4 separate regions of the Mus musculus genome follow, and regions 1, 3 and 4 are each linked to region 2. Evidence: chromatin contacts called from public ChIA-PET and HiChIP or PLAC-seq data. All regions are on one chromosome and are shown on one strand. The core of a region is the stretch at or near the end of the contact, and the rest is flanking DNA. Distances in the headings are between cores, read along the strand shown. Region 1 has its middle 8.1 kb from the start of Gm31869. Region 2 has its middle 58 kb from the start of Prdx6. Region 3 has its middle 54 kb from the start of Gm31869. Region 4 has its middle 74 kb from the start of Gm31869.

Region 1 (3,088 bases), core at 545-3,044, 470 kb before region 2:
GGGATGTGGGACCTATTAAGAGGTGACTAGGTCATAAAGCAGAGCCCTCTTGAGTGTATTGATCTTATTTTATTAATAACTAGGCTAGTAATCTGCCCACTATGTTTTTTGGCTTTGCTTTTTTTAAACACATGTTCTGGTCCTCTCGCTTTCTGCTAAGTTATGGACCAGTTCAAAGACAATCATCAAATGCTGTCACTCTGTCCTGCCCACAGTTAAACCCACATGACGCCCATAGACTTCCTAGCCCTTACATGTCCTTCATTTGTCACCTTGTAAACTATTTAAGCTGTGGTATTGTGATGTAGCAATAGAGAACAGAGTTAGGGTCATCCTATACATAGAGATCCCAGGGTCCCAGAGGTGGCCATGGATTTTCTCTAGATTCTTCCCGAGAACTATGGACTCTCCGCTTCTATCTGGACTCCCAGAGCCAACACTCTGCTGTCTCTCGCAACTCAGTTGTCCTGAGGAAAAAAGGAAAGGGATTGAATTCGGGCTGAGAAGGCCTGGGTGAGTTCAGCCACGGCCACTTGCTTAACTCTATGTGACTTTAAGTAAGTCCCACGGACGTTGTGAAATTCCTTTTCTTGGTCCTCTATAGAAATGCTGTTGCTGACATGAAAAGGAATCCTTCAGGCCTTGGAAAGGCTGCTGGAGGAGGAGCTGTGGCGCTGTTGTATTTCTCAGTAAGTTTCCTGATCACCACGCTTAGATAAATTCCTCAACAGGTGAGATGGTTTGGCAGGCAAAGGCACTTGCAAACCTAGTGACCTCAGGTCAATTCTCCAGAAAGCACATAAACGTGGGAAGAGGAAACTGACTCTATTAAGTTGTCTTCTGACCTCCACACATGTGTTGTGACATATGTGCCTATATACACATCATACGTGCACGTGCACACACAAACACACACACAGAGCATGTGCTTATACACACGTGTACAGAGACAACTAAGATTTCTTGCTCATTAATATTTTCATAAGACCCATATAAGAAAATCTCATCAACTATACAAACTACCTGTTATAAGAAACAGACAGAAAAATAATCTTCTGAAGTGTGAAAGTAAAAGAATACTATTTCATATTAACCATAGTCTTTAAAATCATTTTATTATTTGTTTTTACTTTAAGTATGTCATTATACATATAAGAGCAACTGGCTTATTCAGATTCTTTACTCATAATTGAGATATTGGATATCTTATGTGTTCATTATATACAAAGTCTACTATGATTAGCCACATTTTAATTAGCATATAAATAATGGTACTCATAACATATTCATAGATTCATATCATGTACTTCACTTATATTAATTTCCAGTTACCATCTTATGTTCCTCTCTCTCCTTTCCTGCCGGTCCCCTTAGCTCCTTCTGTTTTCTATTCATAAGTGTGTACATATATTTAAGTCTTTGTCCTCAATCTGAAATAAAACATTATAGTTGTCTATTTGACTTTCTGAGTCTGGTTTATTTTGCTTACCATGACAACCTAAAGCTGTATTCCTTTTCCTGCAGATATGATTAGCCATCTTGATGACTGTGTCTTTTCATTCTGAAATACAATTTTAAGAGATGACATTTAAATATTTAATTTCAATAACGGGACATTTAAGCTTAGTGCTACCCTTGATAGCTGCCTCCTTCATTAAACTTGGGATCACTTCAGGAGATGTGAGCTGCCAAGGGGATCCCCCTCTTTCCAGTAGCAGCCTGTCATAGAGGGACTAGAACCTCTTCGTTCTCATGTTGCAGCCCCACTTTCTGTGGGTGAACGAACCACTTCAAAGACTATGTGAAGTTTTGGTAAGAGACACGACGATGGTATCAAGTTTTAAAGTGTTCAAATACGTAAGGCATGCAAGACAAGAACCCTAGCCAATGAGACAACAGCTACTTGTTGGAGTTTCCAAGGCTTTTAATGGCATGGATAGATCTTTTGGGTTTGTTTGTTCTAGAGCTTATCCTCCATCCTGCTCCAACCCAACTCTGTTCTTGCTCCACTTCCAATCTGTAGAAGAAAATGCATACATTTTTTTTTTTTGGAAGGAGGTTCATGGAGCTATAAAGAGACTATCTCTAGCCTCAAGTAAATGGATAATATGCTAGATCTTCCCCAAAGAGATTAAAGTCTAGACTGAAGTGACCTTAGATTCATTGAGAAGAGACAACACTCTTTAGATGGTGAGAAAGAGACAGAGGTGTTAAACAGAACTCTGAAGTGTGAGCTGGAATGGAAGAATTATCTCAACCTCAGCATCCTTTTTGCGTCGTTTAGGTGGCCTTATTCTGGTTTCTACGAAATTCAGAAGACTTCTGCAGAGGTCTGGATAGGGTGATGAAAAGAAGAAACCAGCAAGGCTTGATTCTGCTGAAGCTCCCTTTAGAGTTGTGCTCTTGGGCCTTGTTGCTGACTAGGCTGGCCAGCCAGCTTTTCCAACCTGTCCAATGAATATGAAGATTGCTTCTGTTTCTAGCAGAGAATGTAACCAGGAGTCGAGGTGAGCACACAATAGATCCATGCTTGATTAGGAATGCTTTTTCTGCCTTAAAGCCAAATTTGTGTTTATGGTTCACTGAGTGGTTAAGTAGATCAACTTTTAATTGAAGAGTGATATAACATTTACCACAAGGCTTATTATGGCCCTCAAATCATGATGTATGTACATAGCAAGATTGCATTGCTTCCCTTTAAGCAAGAGTTATAGAAAGTGCCTATATTTAGGTCAGGTCATACCCATAACAACCCCCTTAGCCAAACATTACTGACTCCAGCTTGTGAGAAAGCAGAGAAGTGATAACTTCTCAATGGCCATGGAGTATCAGTTAGAACTCAAGACTAGGCTTGTCAGATCTGAAGACTGTTAGCCACATATCAGTTTGCCTTCTGTCCTCATTATAATTATCAGTATTCAGTTATTTAACGACTATTTGTTAAGTACATGCTAGGAGTCAAGCATTGTTTGGAGGGTGGAATGGCGAACATAATAATGATTATTCTTTTATTAATTTGTATCTTGGGTCCTGGGGAGCAAACCCAGCCCAGTGCATTTGCTAGGCAAGTATTCTTACCACTAAGTAC
Region 2 (3,148 bases), core at 499-2,998:
ACAGAGTGAAATTCAGACCAGCTTTGGCTACAAATCAAAAATCCTATCTCTAAAACAAAAGAAAACAGGGCTAGAGAATTGGCTTAGTAGTTAAGGGCACATGCTGCTCTCCTAGAAGACTGGAGTTCAGTCCCCAACACCCATATAATGGTTAACAACTGTCTGTAACTCCAGTTAGATTCCAGGGGATCCAATACCCTCTTCTGACCTCTGTGAGTGTATATACAGGCAAAAAGACTCATATACATAAAAAAAATTTTCATTTCATATCCCTAAATGTCAGTATTAAATTTTAATTAATAATTGACACTAATAACAAAGTTTTAATATACTATTGTGTGAGTTTTTTAAACTCTAATCTTCGTACTAACTTAACTATAGTCTCACACATTTTTCATTAATTCTTCTCTGGGGAGTATAAGAAGGAAGAGAACCTGCCCGACACACAAAGTAAAGAACTGAATGTAGCCATCACAGGCCCTAAGTACACAAATCAGGAAAGCCACTAAAGTGAAGGCAGCTGGGGAGGCCATTGTGGATACTTACCCAAAGAAGGGACGACTCCAGCAGAAACTACAGGGAAAACAAGTGTGGATGCACTCAGCCCACCCACTACACTCCCATCCGAGACTGTAACAGCCAGACTCCAGATTTCAAGGACCTGAAACAACACGCCATCTTTTTATTTCCCATTCTTCGTTTTTTTCTTCGTGTGTGTTTGTTTTTCCACTTCATGATCCTTTTTTTTTTTAACTTTCCCTAAAAGTTTGGTAGAATTTTTACTTTATTGTATTTAAAAACGTTTATATTTTATTTCTTATTCCCCTTCATACACATAGCATAGTCACTTAATTTTATCCCCACAATATTCTTCATTTAGAGTGCAACCTCTTATTCTCTTCTTTTAAGACTGCCTTTCTCCTTTATACTCTCTATACTTAACTATAATTGTATCTTGATCTTACAACTCATGATTTATATTTTACTTCTTATCTGGCATTTGTCTAATTTTGATCCCAGTCTTTTCTTGGCACTGGGGGGATTCTGTGTTTTCTTTTTTTAATTTTTTTCTGACCTCTTGATCTTTTCTATTCCCCACCATGTTGGGGTTTTGTTGTTGTTGTTGTTGTTGTTGTTGTTGTTGTTCCTTTTCTTTTTGTTCATTAAACCCGTTTTTCTTCCATTTTTCCTCTTTCCTTACCTTCTTTATCTCATTTATTATTTCCATACTTAGAGCAATTAATGTGCAGAACATAGCATGCTTTAATTTTGGCATTCTTTATTGCCCAGTGATAACTGCTGATTGTAGGTTTAAGTATTCCTAAATTTTTACTTTTTTTTTAAAGAACTATTTTATTTCTAACTATGTATCTGTGTGCATATGAGTATATGCACATGAATTTGAGTGCCCTAGGAATAGCAAGCTGTTGAATTCCCTAAAGCCAGAGCTACAGTCATGAGCCATGGAGCATGGTACTAAGAACCAAACTCGGGTCTTCTGTAAGAGCGGCATGAGTTCTTAACCGCTGAATTATCTCTCCAGAAGTACTTCAGTATTTGACTTTCTGATTCAATATGATTACAAGAAAGAACCAGGTTTTTGTGGTCAATCAATAACAAAACTGAACACCAGTATCAGATAACATCGAGAGGGAAGTGAAAAGGTGAGTAGCTTATATAAAACAGACCTTAGAAAGGAAATCATCCCAGCCAGGAGACTGAGTAAAAGTCCGATTCATTTCATGCACTGACTCTGACTTTCTGTGTCTTAGACACCACAACAGTAAAGCAGCAAATCATACCAGGGCACCACTGCAAACCACATCAAAACCCCAAACAGCAGTTTTGAATGTCAAAAACATTCACTTCCTTAAAAACAACTTTCTTATCTGGGTGTAGTATAAATCCACGTAGTAATTCCAGAACAGTGGAGGAAAGGCCAAAACTTGAGTTTCAGACCATCCTGGGCTACAAAGCAAGACACTGTCTGAAGAGAATACACACACACACACACACACACACAGATGCAGACAGACACTCACACAGATGCACACACATAGACACAGACACACATATATACCCAGACACATACATATACACACATGCACACATACAGACACAAATGTACACATGTACACACATACACATGCATACACTCAGGCACACATACACACAGACAGGCACACACATAGACACAGATGCAGAAATACACACAAACACATGCACGCACACACACATTTCTTTACTCATGTTTGAATGTAGTATTTCCTAGACATACATATACATGTATACAAACATGATGAAAATGTTCAAAATACAATCAAGAGATCAACTATAAAAATTCTCAGTTAGTAGGAAATGTATAAAAACTAAAGGTATAACTAAACTATTCAATAAAACAGATTTTTTTTTCAATTTAAGAGAAAAATGGATTTCAAAACACAAGGGGTATTTAGAACTCTGCAATACACATCACTGGAGAAGAACATCTCCATGATGTGTTATAGTTAAGATGTCAGAACAAGAAGCACAGGAGCAATATTAAAAGCTGTAAAGGGAGGCTATCGAGATGGCTCAGTAAGAGCATTGACTGCTCTTCCAAAGGTCCTGAGTTCAAATCCCATAATGAGATCTGATGCCCTCTTCTGGTATGTCAGATGACAGCTACAGTGTACTTATGTATAATAATAAATAAATCTTTGGGCTGGAGCGGGGGCTGACTGGAGCGAGCAGGGTTGACCTGAGCAAGCAGAGGTCCTAGAAATTCAATTCCCAACAACCACATGAAGGCTCACAACCATCCGTAGAGCTACAGTGCACTCACATACAGAAAATAAATAAATAAATCTCTTTTTAAAAAAAAAGCTGTAAAGGGGAAAAAATACCAATTCACCTACAACAACAAACAAATCATCAGACTTAGAAGACAAGAAAAGAGAGGAATAATGTATTTCAAACCTAGAAAGTAAATAACTACAAACAAGATTACTGTATCCAGAAAATCTTTTTAAGTTTTAATTTTTTAAATTTTTCATACAGTATGTTTTGATTATATTATGTCTCACAACTCCTCCCAAACTCCCTCCCTACCCACCCAACTTCATGATATATATCTCTCTCGGTGCTCTCTCTCTCTCTCTCTCTCTCT
Region 3 (3,342 bases), core at 708-3,207, 400 kb before region 2:
GTTATTTATCAAGCTTAAAATTTGCATAGATAACAAAAAGTGTGGCTTTCTTCTAGGTTCTAACCTGGGGAAATTTCTGAAGTACTTCGGAGTGTTTTTTTTAATATATAATGAAGAATCATTTGACATTGGGGGAACTAAATTACTTTTATACTTTACTGTAAAATTACCCTGATCTACCATGCTCTTTTGATATCCCATTATAATTTATTAATGTAGGTTCTTTAGTCGCATGCTGGATAATGCAGTTATCCCAGCTCTTTTTTTTTTTTTTTAAGGAAACTTTACTTTTCAGTTAATTTGTTACTGTCCAAGGAGCTACACAGGTTGTCTTAGAACAGCAGTTTATCTTTGAAAGTAGGGATTCTGGCAACCTGTCAGAAGGGAAAACCAAATAACCAAGCGAAACACAGTTTTGCCTTTCCTTCCAGCTCAGAGTGTCCCCGTGCCTCCCTGAATCCACTGCAGGCTTTGCAAGGTGCTGTCCCTGGTGCAAGCTGGGGAATTCCTTGGTTTTTTCCAACCAATATGCTTTTCTAAGAACTGTCAGCACCCAGTGCAGCAATCTACAACATTCCAACACCGTGATGCTCAGTGGTTTGCTGGCTTGACAAATGCAGAGCCACTTGAGACTGTAGCAGTTTCTTCTTCAACTCTTCATGCCCAGGGCTAGCACAGAGTGAAGGAAGACTAGGCACGATGCCTGGGAGTTTAATTTGCATAGTATTTTAGAAAAATCTGGTATACTAGGAGGGGCTAGGAGAGCTGTTTGCATTAGGGTCGCTGAGGCTAATTGGAGACAGAAGTTGTAGGATTAATATTCCTGAACAGCGTTCAGACAAAGGAATATAAGAGGGGCCATATTGTTGGGTATTAGCAAGGAGCATCACTGAAGTAGAATTATGGTAACTTAGATGCCCGTTAATCTAATTATCAGGTGGGCCACTTTTAGTTTGATCCAATTATAACATCATTCTAATGAGTCATAACTGAGTTTGAAGGGAATATAAGATTTCCTATAGCTTAAGAAGTTGGAAGAACAAAAGAAGACACATGAAAGGTTTTAAGATCGTTTGCCTTTTACTTTCCCAGGGTGAAATTGCATGTAAATAATAAAAATGTAATTGGATTATCTTCTCCGTTTAATAGTTGAGTAAGAGAAATTCCAAATGAACTTAAGAGTTTTTCCCCCAAGACAAAAACTAAAAACATCCTTCTTTAGGAATAAACCTGGAACAAAAAAAAAAAAATTGTAACACCAGGGATGGAAGAGCAGTAGTCATTATAGTTGAGGGCCTTGTAGCTGCCATGGGAGCTACTTGTGTGGTGGGAGCAGGCCTTGCAGTTAGGTGGTTCTCTTAATAGCTGTGTGGGATGAGTGACAACCCTAAGGCTAGAGTTTCTAGTTAAACAGGTCCTCATTCAGTCAGCAGAGCAGGAGACCCTGGGATGCTAGAAAAGAGTTAGTCTTGGGGCCTCTGGAGCGCATGTCAATGCAGTCCAGCTGCTGAGTCAATCGAAGATACCATGGTTACTATTTCTCTTTGGCTAGAGAGTTAGAGTCATAGGTAGATCCCTGTAATAATGAAAAAGTCCTTGGGTCACTTGATTTGATCTATAAAGTAGTAGTTGGCTTTCTTAACAGGTCCTTGATGCTTTGATTTTATTAAAAATAATAATATGAATAATAATAATCTTAGCATTCCCAAGGGAAGATCGTGCTTTGGGTCAGAGAAGCCATCTTTTCTCATGAGGGAGGTGTGTTTGAGCCAGTGTACTCTCTGTGTAAAAGGCCTTCTCAGAGTAGATCAGATAGGACTTGGGGTTTGCGTAGGGGCAGCTCACAGGTGAGAAGCACCTCCTTTGGCTTTGTGTTTGAGTGGGCTGAGCAAGAGGGGAAGGTGGTGAGGAGCCTAACGGGCTTTAGAACATCGGTTTCAGTCCCGTGTGACTGCTTGGCTGCGTGCCCACCTTTTGCTCCATTCGTAACGAAGTTCCACATTCGACCGCTGAGAGCGTTCTCACATACAGATCCTGTTTACATAAGAACTTTGATCAGACACCCACAGTCACATGAGAACTTTAAATACATCCTGGAAGGGTATCCTCTAGACACTCTTGTTTCTTAATATTTTGAACAACAACAACAACAAAAATCTTGCTCTGCTTTCAAGACTCTGAATTTCTAAAATGAATTCAGCTCACACTGAACTATTCATTATTCAGTGTGCCATGCTGTGGCCAGTTAAACTGTCTTGTATTGCTGCAAGATTTGGTGGTAGTGATTAAGCATAAATTTTAATCAAAAAACAGAATTAGTAAAAGTATACTACTGACTTTTCTACATCAGAATTCTCTCTCTCTCTCTCTCTCTCTCTCTCTCTCTCTCTCTCTCTCTCTCTCTCCCACACACATCTTTTCTATATCCCTCTTTAAACCAGAAAGAAATGCTCAACACATTTGCTATTCAAAAATGGGACATTGTTTTTCTCCCTTAACTCCTTTGCTGGAGTAGCTGCATGGTTTCTTTTGAAGCTCTCCACTTAAATTCCCCAAGAATTCCAGGGTTTACCCGGCACAGAGAAGGACGGTGCTAAATATAGAAACCACTGGAGATCACTTCCTCACACCACCACTTGTGTGCACGCCTGGAGATCCAGCCAGGACATCTTCCCAGCAGGGTTCATTTGTCCCTTACAACAGTAGTGCCTGTGGTTGTCATGAACTCTTGTTTTCTGTCTTTCTTTCTTTCTTTCTTTCTTTCTTACTTTCTTCCTTCCTTCCTTCCTTTCTTTCTTTCTTTCTTTCTTTCTTTCTTTCTTTCTTTCTTTCTTTCTTTCTTTCTTTCTGTTTTGGGATTCCCACGCACAGCACATCCTGTGGCAAAAGCTTAGCAAGGTTGCGATCTGGTTGCATTCTAACTTATCTCCCTCAAAGACTGGACTTCCTATTCCTGTTTATACCTGTGCCCATTACCAGCTAAGTGGCTGCACTATGCTTTTCAAACCTTGTCTTTTATTTCTTTTTTCTTATAAAAGTATAGCTGTGAAAGATGAAGTATTTCTGGTAAAGACATTTTCCTTTCCTTCTGGTTGAGGAAGGTTTTGTTCTCCAGCCTTCTTTGCATCTGGGGATGATACTGAATATATATGTGTGTGTATATATATATATATATATATATATATATATATATATATATATATATATATATATATACACAGAGAGAGAGAGAGAGAGACAGAGAGATACAGAGAGCACATGGGGGCTCATGCCTTACTTTTACCTGGCCTGGCACAGGAAGAGCTCCTGTGAGATCTTCTATATATTCTTCGTGAAGTTGAA
Region 4 (2,906 bases), core at 138-2,637, 380 kb before region 2:
CCTTTCTTCTCCTTCCCCCTCTTCCTCCTCCTTTCTCCTCCTTCCTCCTCTTCCTCCTTTCTTCTCCTTCCCCCTCTTCCTCCTCCTTCCTCCTCCTTTCTCCTCCTTCCTCCTCTTCCTCCTCCTCCTGGTTTGTTTGGGTTTTTTCATTTTTTGTTTGTTTGTTTTTCCAGACAGGATTTCTCTGTGTATCCCTGACAGTCTTACAGTCATGAAACTTTCTCTGTAGACCAGGTTTGTCTCAAATTCACAGAGATCTGCCTGCCTCTGTCTCCTGAGTGCTGGGGTTAAAAGCACCACCACCTCCACCTTTAAGAAAAAAAAAACTTTTTAAAATCCATTCTTGGGTTCTATTGCTTCCCACATTTTCCCCAAATATTATGAAAAACTTAAGTTTTTAAGTGACTTACTACCTCTCTTACCCATTCCAGGAAGGAGGAACGTTACTAGCGCCACTTAGATTTTCAATGAACACATATGGACTCCTGGTAATAAAATATGAAAATAGAATCTCTTTCCCCTCCTGAAATTTGTGTCTCTTTCTTTATACAGTGAAGGAATTTGGGGGCTGGGAAGAGGTTGTGGTGATAAAGGAAGGAAGGTATCCAATGAGGATGCCCCATTATCCCAGATTACCATACAGTCTGGGTTAAAACATCTCTGATCTGGCAAAATTGTAAATAGCGGTTTCTGCTCCACAGCCCACAGGGCCCTGTGTTTGGATGAGGCGTCCACACTAAGAACACACGTGACAAGATTAACCAAGAGCAGAAATGGAAAAACTACAGTGACAGCCGTCATGACCATTCCTTGTTGGGCTCTTCTCAGGTAAGACATGCTTCCTTGAGTGACATATCTGCTCTGTACTTGCCCCTATTTACTACTTCATTGGAGAGAGCAGCATCCGTCCGTCCGTTCGTCCGTCTGTGTTCATATGTCTGTAGTGTTCATCTCCTTTACATCATTCCCTTTGGTTTCCAGTGCTTTCCTGTTAACTGAAGTGGTTATGGCTACCATGGGTGTTCAGTTAAAAGAGGTTAGGTATTTGCAGAGAAACTTAGCTTAGAGGTTGGCCCCCAGGGGTACTCAATGTGGTGCCTACGTGGAGTACCTAAGGTGCAGACGAGGTGTGACTTTTGTGTTCTCTGCTGGCCTTCTCCCTCCCATGTTTCAGTTGAGTGGGGACCGGACTGTAACAGATTTGGTTTTGGGTGGCATTTGTTACTTGTTGCTGGATCACTGTTTCGATGGGGGAAGTGTCAAAAGACTGCAGGGGTAGCAGACCGTGCCCCCTTTGACATTATTACTCATTCCTTGAGTGGAAAACGTCATCTGGTGTCAGTTCCCCCATTTTTCAATGTATTGAAGTTGGCTACATCTTTGCTGTCAGTCAAGCAGAAAGTAGAGACTTCACCAACTCCAGGATGGGGGGTAGTGGGGTGGTGGGTTTCCTCTGATCTCTTTCTTTTCAGTATTTGTTTTGTGACTTGAGACCTGCCTGATGCTTCAAACAGCCAGGCTGAATTGTTTTTGTCCCAGCTTCATGGTGAAAGACCTTTTATTTGAAATGTTTGAGACTCTTACAGGACCTTTGGGCCCCAGAAGAGTGCATCGACATAAAGACGCGTTGGTTTCAGTTTCTGCCTGTTATCCCGTGACATTAAGGCCCAGGGTAAACTGTCTCAGTTTTGTTTTTATGGGTCCCAGGGTCTCCTTATCTTTCTCCCAGCACTTTCATGCGTGAGACCATTTTCCATCTGCATTTTATTTGATCTTCTATGTTAGCTCGGTGTTTTGGTTAGAATTGGGAGGGATCTTTCATTTCGTTTCCAAGAGTGGAGGCATGTCTCATCACAGACTCAGGTTTCCCACAGCCCGTGATGTCAGGTAGTAAATGGTCTCGTGGCCTGTGACTGTGAAGTGACAGTTAGCTGGTACAAACATGGTTGCTGTTTGGTTTTTTAAAATTTTTCTTCTGCTAGTCACTTAAAACACCTATGCACTCTTGAGTATTGCACATGCCAGCACTATGTGTGGGATACTGCGGACTAAGTCCTCTCACACACAATGGCAAACACCAGCTTCCTTTTTTTTGTGTGGCATGCCTTGGGTCTAGCATGCTTAAGAACACATTCTGGGAAAGGCTGTTTAGGATAAAGACTTAATTCATGATTTGAAAAAAAATCTAGAGCGAGGTTCTGTGTTGTCTCTTTGTATTATGCTCACAGGGGCATCGTGGCTCATTTGCATACTATCTGGGACAGGTCTGCTCAGCAAGGCATGGTCAAAAGCCAGTGTAGGTCAACCGAGTCCATGCCCGAGTCTACACTGTGACCCATTGCATTTACCATCCTAGTATCTGAGAACAGATCTGAGTTGCTATCAGACTCAGTCATGCCTGGTGCCTTGTAGGGTCATGTCACCTGGTGTCCTGTTCTCCTCCAGTTCTTCAAGCCTTGCTCAACTGTTTCTTCTCGGTGAAGCTCATGACAATGGCAGTATCTAAAATTGAACACAGCATCCTCCACACTCCCAGCAACCCAGGCTCTTCCCTCCACAGAGTTTATCTTTTGTATAGATTTACTGCTTAGGTAACTATTTGTTTTGTTTCTTCCCCTTGTCCCTTAAGTCCATAAAGGCAAAGACTTTAAAAAAATTAATTGTTGCATCCCAAATGCCAATAAATGATCTGGCACAGAATAGATGCTTGCTGCATGAATGTCATTGATTGAACAAATATGTGCGTCCATCACACTAATGATTTTATAATTAAGGGCAGCACACTCGGGTGTTCTGAAATAGCTTATGGTGACAGCTGTAGGGTTGTCAGTCTGAGCCCAGATCTTGACGAGTTGCCTTCACCACCGTCATCACCTAATTCTTCTGGGGGTTTTCAAGGGATGTTT

What was found. ChIA-PET counts read pairs in DNA pulled down with a chosen protein or histone mark. HiChIP or PLAC-seq counts read pairs in DNA pulled down with a chosen protein or histone mark.
Region 1: a BATF HiChIP or PLAC-seq map of CD8 T cells shows a contact between it and region 2, with 6 read pairs. The contact joins two enhancer-like sites. A contact is called at or near these places in 2 of 39 promoter capture datasets (the 3T3-L1 cell line and hippocampal neurons) and 3 of 115 datasets of contacts at active chromatin or transcription factors (CD8 T cells, Th17 cells and memory CD8 T cells).
Region 3: a BATF HiChIP or PLAC-seq map of CD8 T cells shows a contact between it and region 2, with 7 read pairs. The contact joins two enhancer-like sites. A contact is called at or near these places in 1 of 15 datasets of contacts at CTCF or cohesin (CD8 T cells), 4 of 484 Hi-C or Micro-C datasets (the MNK3 cell line, bone marrow-derived macrophages and common lymphoid progenitors) and 3 of 115 datasets of contacts at active chromatin or transcription factors (CD8 T cells, Th17 cells and memory CD8 T cells).
Region 4: a contact with region 2 is called in an RNA polymerase II ChIA-PET map of memory CD8 T cells, with 33 read pairs. The contact joins two enhancer-like sites. A contact is called at or near these places in 2 of 15 datasets of contacts at CTCF or cohesin (CD8 T cells and large pre-B cells), 33 of 484 Hi-C or Micro-C datasets (the AML12 cell line, B cells, the Ba/F3 cell line and 20 more) and 4 of 115 datasets of contacts at active chromatin or transcription factors (CD8 T cells, Th17 cells, embryonic stem cells and 1 more).

What each region holds. Positions count from the first base shown.
Region 1 is chr1:161,774,072-161,777,159 of GRCm38.p6, reverse strand. No RefSeq gene overlaps it. Among named protein-coding and RNA genes, the nearest start is that of Gm31869, 8.1 kb to the right of the region's middle. Within about 2 kb of position 1,794, at least 22 of the 459 cell types and tissues checked have an H3K27ac peak or open chromatin away from gene starts, as enhancers often do. A contact at or near this core is called in CD8 T cells and memory CD8 T cells, where this site is marked.
Region 2 is chr1:161,308,086-161,311,233 of GRCm38.p6, reverse strand. No RefSeq gene overlaps it. Among named protein-coding and RNA genes, the nearest start is that of Prdx6, 58 kb to the right of the region's middle. Within about 2 kb of position 1,748, at least 27 of the 459 cell types and tissues checked have an H3K27ac peak or open chromatin away from gene starts, as enhancers often do. A contact at or near this core is called in CD8 T cells and memory CD8 T cells, where this site is marked.
Region 3 is chr1:161,711,761-161,715,102 of GRCm38.p6, reverse strand. No RefSeq gene overlaps it. Among named protein-coding and RNA genes, the nearest start is that of Gm31869, 54 kb to the left of the region's middle. Within about 2 kb of position 1,957, at least 59 of the 459 cell types and tissues checked have an H3K27ac peak or open chromatin away from gene starts, as enhancers often do. A contact at or near this core is called in CD8 T cells and memory CD8 T cells, where this site is marked.
Region 4 is chr1:161,692,347-161,695,252 of GRCm38.p6, reverse strand. No RefSeq gene overlaps it. Among named protein-coding and RNA genes, the nearest start is that of Gm31869, 74 kb to the left of the region's middle. Within about 2 kb of position 1,387, at least 10 of the 459 cell types and tissues checked have an H3K27ac peak or open chromatin away from gene starts, as enhancers often do. A contact at or near this core is called in CD8 T cells and memory CD8 T cells, where this site is marked.